Regions from separate parts of the Acanthopagrus latus genome. Here region 2 is linked to region 1. The links are chromatin contacts, called in public Hi-C maps. All regions are on one chromosome and are shown on one strand. The core of a region is the stretch at or near the end of the contact, and the rest is flanking DNA. Distances in the headings are between cores, read along the strand shown. Region 1 holds the start of LOC119031782 (putative fibroblast growth factor 1). Region 2 holds the start of yipf5 (protein YIPF5).

Evidence for each region. Hi-C and Micro-C count contacts between places; a contact is called where the count stands out from the background.
Region 2: a contact with region 1 is called in a Hi-C map of muscle, with 5 times the contacts expected there. The contact joins the promoter of yipf5 here to the promoter of LOC119031782 in region 1. A contact is called at or near these places in 3 of 4 Hi-C or Micro-C datasets (liver and muscle).

The regions. Positions count from the first base shown.
Region 1 is chr13:1,385,975-1,389,604 of fAcaLat1.1, reverse strand. LOC119031782 (putative fibroblast growth factor 1) reads left to right here and starts at 1,975. Exons shown (of 4, transcript XM_037120482.1): 1 at 1,975-2,068.
Region 2 is chr13:1,585,884-1,589,513 of fAcaLat1.1, reverse strand. It overlaps yipf5 (protein YIPF5), which reads left to right and starts at 1,731. Exons shown (of 6, transcript XM_037120206.1): 1 at 1,731-1,885; 2 at 2,613-2,730; 3 at 3,141-3,313. The coding sequence starts at 2,621.

The DNA.
Region 1 (3,630 bases), core at 726-3,225:
GGTCGTGCCAGCCTCCCTCCTGACAGTCGTATTTCTTTGTTTCTGAAGTGTTTCATCATCTCATCCAATATTTTATTACCTTCGCTCACCTGAGCAATGAAGCCAGAGACCCACTGATATCTGTGCTCTCAGTGGTGACATACTGACACTGAAGTCTCTTACAGGGGGGCTACACTGGTCCACCACGAGGTCCGGTTCTGCTCGAGGTTTCTGCCTGTTAGAGGCAGTTTTTTCTCACCACTGTTGCCAAAATGTTTGTTTTGGGGGAAATGTTGTAAATAAAAGAATTAAAGAGTATTATCTGGACCTGCATTTAGTGCTTCATGAACTCAGAGATGGAGGTGTCACTTCTCCCTGACAGAAGTTACAGAACAGCACGTTGTCTTTGCATCAGGTGCAAAGTGAAATCCTTTATTGTGTGATCAGAATTTGACACTTGTGAATTGGTTGTGGTGAGATTTATGTCGTGTTTGACTTCAGCAGGCACAAAGCAGAGCTGTTCTGCCATCTCCTGGTAACAAGAGGCACAGCAGCTGTTTTCACAGACAAATCTCAGGAGCTCAGTCTGAACAGGTGAGAAAAGTAGGTCAGACTCTCCACTTCTCTTCTCCCCACATGTCTCAGCATCATAAACTCAGAGAGTCTGGATGTTTTCCGATGCAGATGTGCTGTACGGTATGAATTATAGAGCAAAGAGCTCGACGTGTCCATTAGAAGAAGACGGAGTCGAGCTCACCTCTGTGAATAATTCAGCTGGCCTGCTCACCGCTGCTGCTCATCATCCTGAGACTGAGAGACAGACGTGCAGAAACAGATTCTGAGATTTCTACATTCTTGAAATATATTTCCAGCGTTTTCAGACACGTCAACACCCACAGAAGATAGTGGAATATGTATTATTCAGTTCAATTTAACAGGATGTAGATGGCAGAGCTTTGGGAATGTTTGTTGGTGTTGGTGAATTACAAACCATTACAATCATTATCCTCATGTTTCTGTTTCTGTGATCATATTAAAGGTTTGTATTCTCTTTGGTCTTCCTACATTAATGCTGTTAGACTGTTAAATTGCAACTTTTTGTTTATTACAAGCCAGCGAAAAAAAACATCCTCCTCCTTTTTGTTTTCCAGCGTGACCGTGTAAAGGTATAATACGTAACATTCCTGCAGTAAAGTGAGTCAGACTGAGAAAGTCAGCGAACATGAATAAATATAACGTGACTAAGACTTTAAAACATGACCTCATCGAACTCCCATGATCCCACACTACTCACTCTTTTCCACTGATGAGAGACGCCAAGCTGCAGGAATTACACAGTGTGCCTTTAAATCATTAGGTCATTATTACTATTATGGGTTTTTTTTCATCATGGATTGATCTGCTGTGTATAACTTTGATTAACTGATTGAGTCCACTGACACTTTGACAACAGTCCAGATCTCACAAATCATGTAAAAAAGGAAAAGACGTGAATTTTCACATTTGTGAACCCTGACCCGTGAAATGTTTCGATTCAATTACTAATAATTCACAAAATAATTGTCAAATAATTCAATTGAATGAGTCTTCTTGTCAATTGACTCATTAATTAACTGATTAATCGTCTCTGCTGTACTTGTTTATATTATCGGGTGTTTTGAGTTCTAACAAGCTTTCTTATGATCTGAGTGAAGAAATGTTTATGTGTAAAGTAACTTAAGGTGTCAAATCATTAACGTTAAGTAGCAAGTAAAGAACATGTTACCCTCTAAAATGTGGTGGTAGAATAATATAAGTACTTCACATGTACGTATATAATAAACAGTACAGTACTTTAATAATAAGTGTACTTAGAAAACAGAAAGCTGCCTCAGCCTGACGCTTCTGAAGCAGTTGATCTGAATCAGGTGCTTCTGTGACTGAACATTTGCCGTCTGTGTGGTGAATTATTGTCACCGTGTGTTTTTACTTCTGATGACTCGTGGATTCTTTCACTCTGCAGAAATGTGACTCGGGTCAGGTGACTCCGGTCAGGTGACCCCGGCCGCCCCCCCGCTGTGCCACCTCTGGTCTGAGGCGCTGCCATCATGTAAGATTAATCCTGAGGGCTGAAGTCACCGTCCTTTGTGTCTCTTGTAAATGTTTGTCTTGCGTCTCCAGGAGGACGCCGCTGTAAGAATGTATCAGAGCTCAGTCAGACGGGCAGCTCTGTCATTTCCAGGCTGGATCCCACGGCCCGGACACTTGCGTCACCCTGTCTCAGTCTCTCTCTCTATTCTAGTGTGGTAATTTTAGTCCTGACGTCGGCCTGTTAAAATGAGTCCTCTGACGCTGTGAGGAGGGTGGTGAGGTGGTGGGGAGAGACAGAAGGTACAAATACAGACATGCACACTGAAGTCTCCACTTCACGGGTGGAGAAGCAAAGAAAGTTTGGCGCAGAAAGTTACACGGAGCTTGTTTCACCTGGATATGCTGGCTCATCACTGTCACCTGACGTTCTCACAGGTAGGTGACTGATTCACTCCATCAGAGGAGAGGAGGCTCACTGCTCGTCTGGGAATGTAGCTCACTGATAATCACTGTGACTCACATACAACAAGTCGATACTGATCATGGTTTTATTGTAGGAACTGATGTATGTGATCTGGCTCGCGTGTGTTCGTGCATGTTTTTCATCACTTTTAATGACATCCGTGAATCGACATTATTTATTTCACTGCAAAAAGGGAAAAAAAAAAAGCTCAAACACAAGAAACAAACACAGAGTCTGAGGATAAACTGACTCCGGCCCTGCAGCAGGATCTTTCTACCGGAGGAGAGAAAGCTTGAAATAAGTTCAGAAGTGAGTTATGAGAGTTTAAAATAAAACGTAAACATGGAAAATTCTTTTAGAGTAAATCACTTGAGAGCAGACTGCAGACTGCAGCCCAGCAGGTAGTGAAACACACTTTCATATTAACAAACACTTCATAATTCAATTTTCTTGAATCGTTTATTTCAGCGCAATGTAAACTAAATATAGGCCAAGAAATCACAAATTTAAGTAGAAAATGTGAGTAAAAAGTAGAAGAAGAAGCTGCACGTCATCTGATAAACTGCCTCCAGTGATGTCACTCAGTGGCTAAGTTGCATTGTGGGTATTGTAGGCACCAGGTTTTGAAAGACAGCTCTCCTACAACACATGAACAAATGATCACATCCAGTAGAATCTTTTTTTATTCCTTCAGACAACACTTTCCACTAAGACCTTTAAAGAAATGTGTAAGTTGGTGGAATTAACCTTTAATACTTAGAGCAAGTTATCGAAGCTTTTAGTTGTAAAAGACATAAAAATGATCAATCTAAGAATAACCACAGATGCAGATGGAAACCAGTAAACAACTCTCGAGACGAGATCATTCATCTTACATTTCCACAGAACTGTGTGTGGTGTTTTGCCCAGACATCATCCCTTCTCCTATCAGGCCCAGGCTCCACTCCCACGCATTTGCACTCTGACTCGGTCAACGATTCGACTTTTGACGTCATTCCCCCCCCGGCAGCTCCGTCCCAAGGTCCCCGAGAGCCAGTCTGCCACTAACTAACTCCTCATATCCCGTAACACAACACTCAGCTCCAGGTCCTGTTCCCAGGAAAAACCAGCTGCCAGTG
Region 2 (3,630 bases), core at 482-2,981, 200 kb before region 1:
CTCATGTTGTGTACATTAAATTGATTTTGTTCATCAGGAGCCAGTTTTCTTTTCATATTTGTCTCCCTCATCAATTGTTCATGTTCAGGGAACTTCATTGTCTGTCCTTCAGCATGATAAGGCACCTGTCACAGAAGTGTCTGCGAGCTGTGTCAGAACAAGGGACTCCACATAAAGGCCGAACTCTAGTTGCCTGGATTGCCTTCAACAGGAAACAAAATGTGACAGATGGCCACAGAGTTTCCCAGCCAGAAATCGCCCTCCTAACTCATGCAACCTTGTTGAGGAACAGCTTTGTGCAACACTGGCCCAAAGGTTTCTCTTTGTACTTTTTCCCTGAGACCCATAACTCAATCAGTTTCTCTGTCAAAGAAGGAGGAGGCTGAATATGTCTCCTCTGAATAATGACAACGCTTTGCTCCATGCCATTTTCCCACTGTATTATTTTCCCCATTTTTCATCCTCTAAAGATTGTGTAACTGCAGGCTGCTGGGAGCAGAGCCAAGTCTGTGTAATTCAGTTCCTTTTCACACGACACCAGTTAATCTACGGCTAAAACACAAACACTTTATCGTTACGGGTGCCGGAGGTGTTTTTGTTCCAGCACTGAGGCAGAAATATTTTCAACAAACTCTCGGTTAGATGCCAAGATAATAGTTTCTACAGATGTGACTGAGGTGTGAATTTTCTAGTTTTCATAAAAAGTCAATTGGATCATTCTTTGTTTATCTCTGTTGAACGTTTATCTGTTTTGTTGTCCCCGCTGGCTCTTCCTTTTCTGCTCCCCTGACTCTCAAAACATTCAATATTAGGACAAACCAACAGTGTTTTGTTTTTTTCCTCTGACTCTTCACATTTTCTCTCTTCCATTCATTACAGGTCAGACTCACATCTGTGATGCTCTCCCTGCCTCCAGATTTCCTCTCAGCAGAGGTCATCAGCCTATTACTCCACAGTATCTATCATCATCAGAGAGGATGGATCCTCCCGCAGTATTTGGTTTCGGTGCATTTCTCCGGCACGGGCAGAGTGATTGATCTGCTCTTCTGCCTCCTAATGAAAGAGACTACCTTTGTTCAAGCTCAGCGCTTGTCCTGTTAAATCACTGTCCGCTCTCTGTCTCTATTTGTTACAATTAGATGCCGATTTTCACACTCAAACACGGTCTCATACCGACCTGTGATGAGCAAAACAGGAAGGAGTTTGAGATGTTGAACCATTTCTATTTGTGTCTTGTATTTGTATCATAATTATAAGGAAAATTTTAAGTTTCTAATAGGTCTTATGATGTGTCTTTACACAGTAGCATATGACCTTTAAGTGCTTCATTGGTACTTTAATCCCATTGTGTATGCATCACTTTAAAGTCACTTAATAGCCTCGTCCTGTGATATTTGCACAGTGTCCATGGTCTGTACTGAAGGCTAATGCTTTTTTCATGAGGTTAATCCATAACACAAGAACGTCCAAGCACTTCAAGTGTTTTGACCTTTAGAAATACAATATTCCTCCTTCCATAACATCTCCACACTCACTCTCTGCATAAAGATCAGCATTCAGAATCAGGGGAAAGGACTGCATGAGGACTCGTCTCAAGCACAAGCCTGCAACGGTCAGCACTGCAATTATTTCAACCATGGAACTGAACCACGGCGCATACAAATCATGCTACTATTTTTACATTCAGGCATCAAACCCAGCCCCTCCTGTAATGCCACCAGTCGTCTGTAGAACGCGCCAAACTATTCAGCGAAGCGCAGTTTGTCAGTGTCCCTAACGGCTTCCCGTCGGCCGCGTACCAACCCGGAAGTTTAATCTTTCTCCTGACACGTAGCAACCGCGACCAAGTTGGCAGGGCTGTGGTTTGATTCGTCAAACAGGACAGGTATGTGTCAGCTTTTGTGATGCTTTTACACCCCTAGAATAATGATTAAGGGATAAAAGTTGAATAAGATATTAGAGACGCCGCTGACATGATTTACAAGATCAGCGAGCGTCTCCACAACTGTTAGAGCTAGCATCAGCTAACCAGCTAGCCGCAGAGTTAACGGTGCATTAGCTATCCAGTGAACAGAAGCTTTTGTTATACAGGTTAATTTATATTACAGATTTTATCATTTAGTGTGATTGTCTCGAGTCATTTGATGCGAAATGTTAACAGACTCATATTAGACCAACGACGTCCGTTTTTAAGTTGGCTATTGCGACGTTAGCTAGCTGCTGCAGCTAACGGTTGTACTGAACTCAGACGGAGGTAAGTTAACGTTACTGTTGTCCAAACATTAGCTAGCAGTTGTTTATTAGATAAAGCGGTAGGTGTTTCAGTGGTTTACTAGTGACAGCGACGTCTGCCACGTAACTAATTGACATTAGCTAAACTAGCTACGGGCTACATGTTTACCAGATGTACCAGGAAATGTGCCAGATGTACCGTGATTTAAACTGTTGATGAGCAACCGGACCGTCCTCACGGAGCATAGCTGTTCAGTAGAACAGCACTCAGCATTTGGAAGTGTAATAATAATGCATGTGTACATTGATGCCACTGTAGACTGAAGTGATCACCCTGACTGACGAGTTGTGATCTGGTTTGTTCTCTGTGTCTCTGACAGAGTGAGAGATGTCAGGGTTTGACAACTTCAACACAGACTTCTACCAGTCCAGCTACAGTGTAGACGACCAAAACCAGGCCGGCTACGGCTACAACAATGCTGAAACCCCCTACAAACAGTAAGTGAAGAAAGCGGTCCTTCATTTTCTACATTTCTATTCCTTTACGTGCCAGTTCAGCTGATGGAAACTAACCTACATGACATTTTAGTGCATGTTATTTGATTTGACATATTGTAAGAGAGATTAATTGTATAACCTGATGATGGTCTGTCTGCTGAAGCGTTTTTTTTATTGCAGTGGAGGTGAACAGTGTGTGGGAGGTTTCTCCTGATTATGTCAGCCTGTGGACTCCTGTCAGGAGTGCTTGTTTAAAATGAGTTAAACATATTTCATAAGATGAGGAAAGGAACTGGTCTTGCAGTCTTTTAAAGCTTTTCTTAACTACATATTACTGGTGACTAACTGTAATAACATGCTTCTTGATCTTAACACGTTCTGTTAAACACTATTACTGTGTTTTTTCCCAGGCCATATGGTCAGTATGACTACTCCCAGCCCATGGCTTACTCTTCCCCGGGGATGATGGCGCCCCAGCAGCCATACACAGGACAGATCTTCCAGCCCACACAGACCTACACTCCATCCACTTCACAGTCCATGTACAGCAGCACCTTTGATGATGAGCCACCACTGCTAGAAGGTAGGTGAACTGCAACCTGGAGGTTATGACTTCTAGCAGCCTCACTGGCTTGTATTGAGCTCCTATTACCTCTTATAATATTTATAATGTAAGAGAGTAGGAATATTGCAAGAGAACTGGTTAGTCCTGCACAGTGTAGCACACTCAACAACACACCAAGTCTGTTTTCTCTGTCTGTTGTTTGCAGTGCTTAAATTGTTAGTTGGTTATTATTGTGACTTTTAAATGTGAGGATTTCTTTCAGTTTCATATTACTGCAGATTTATTACCATTGCCTGCTCAGCTAATGTGGAGAAATGATCAGTGAATGAACGTAA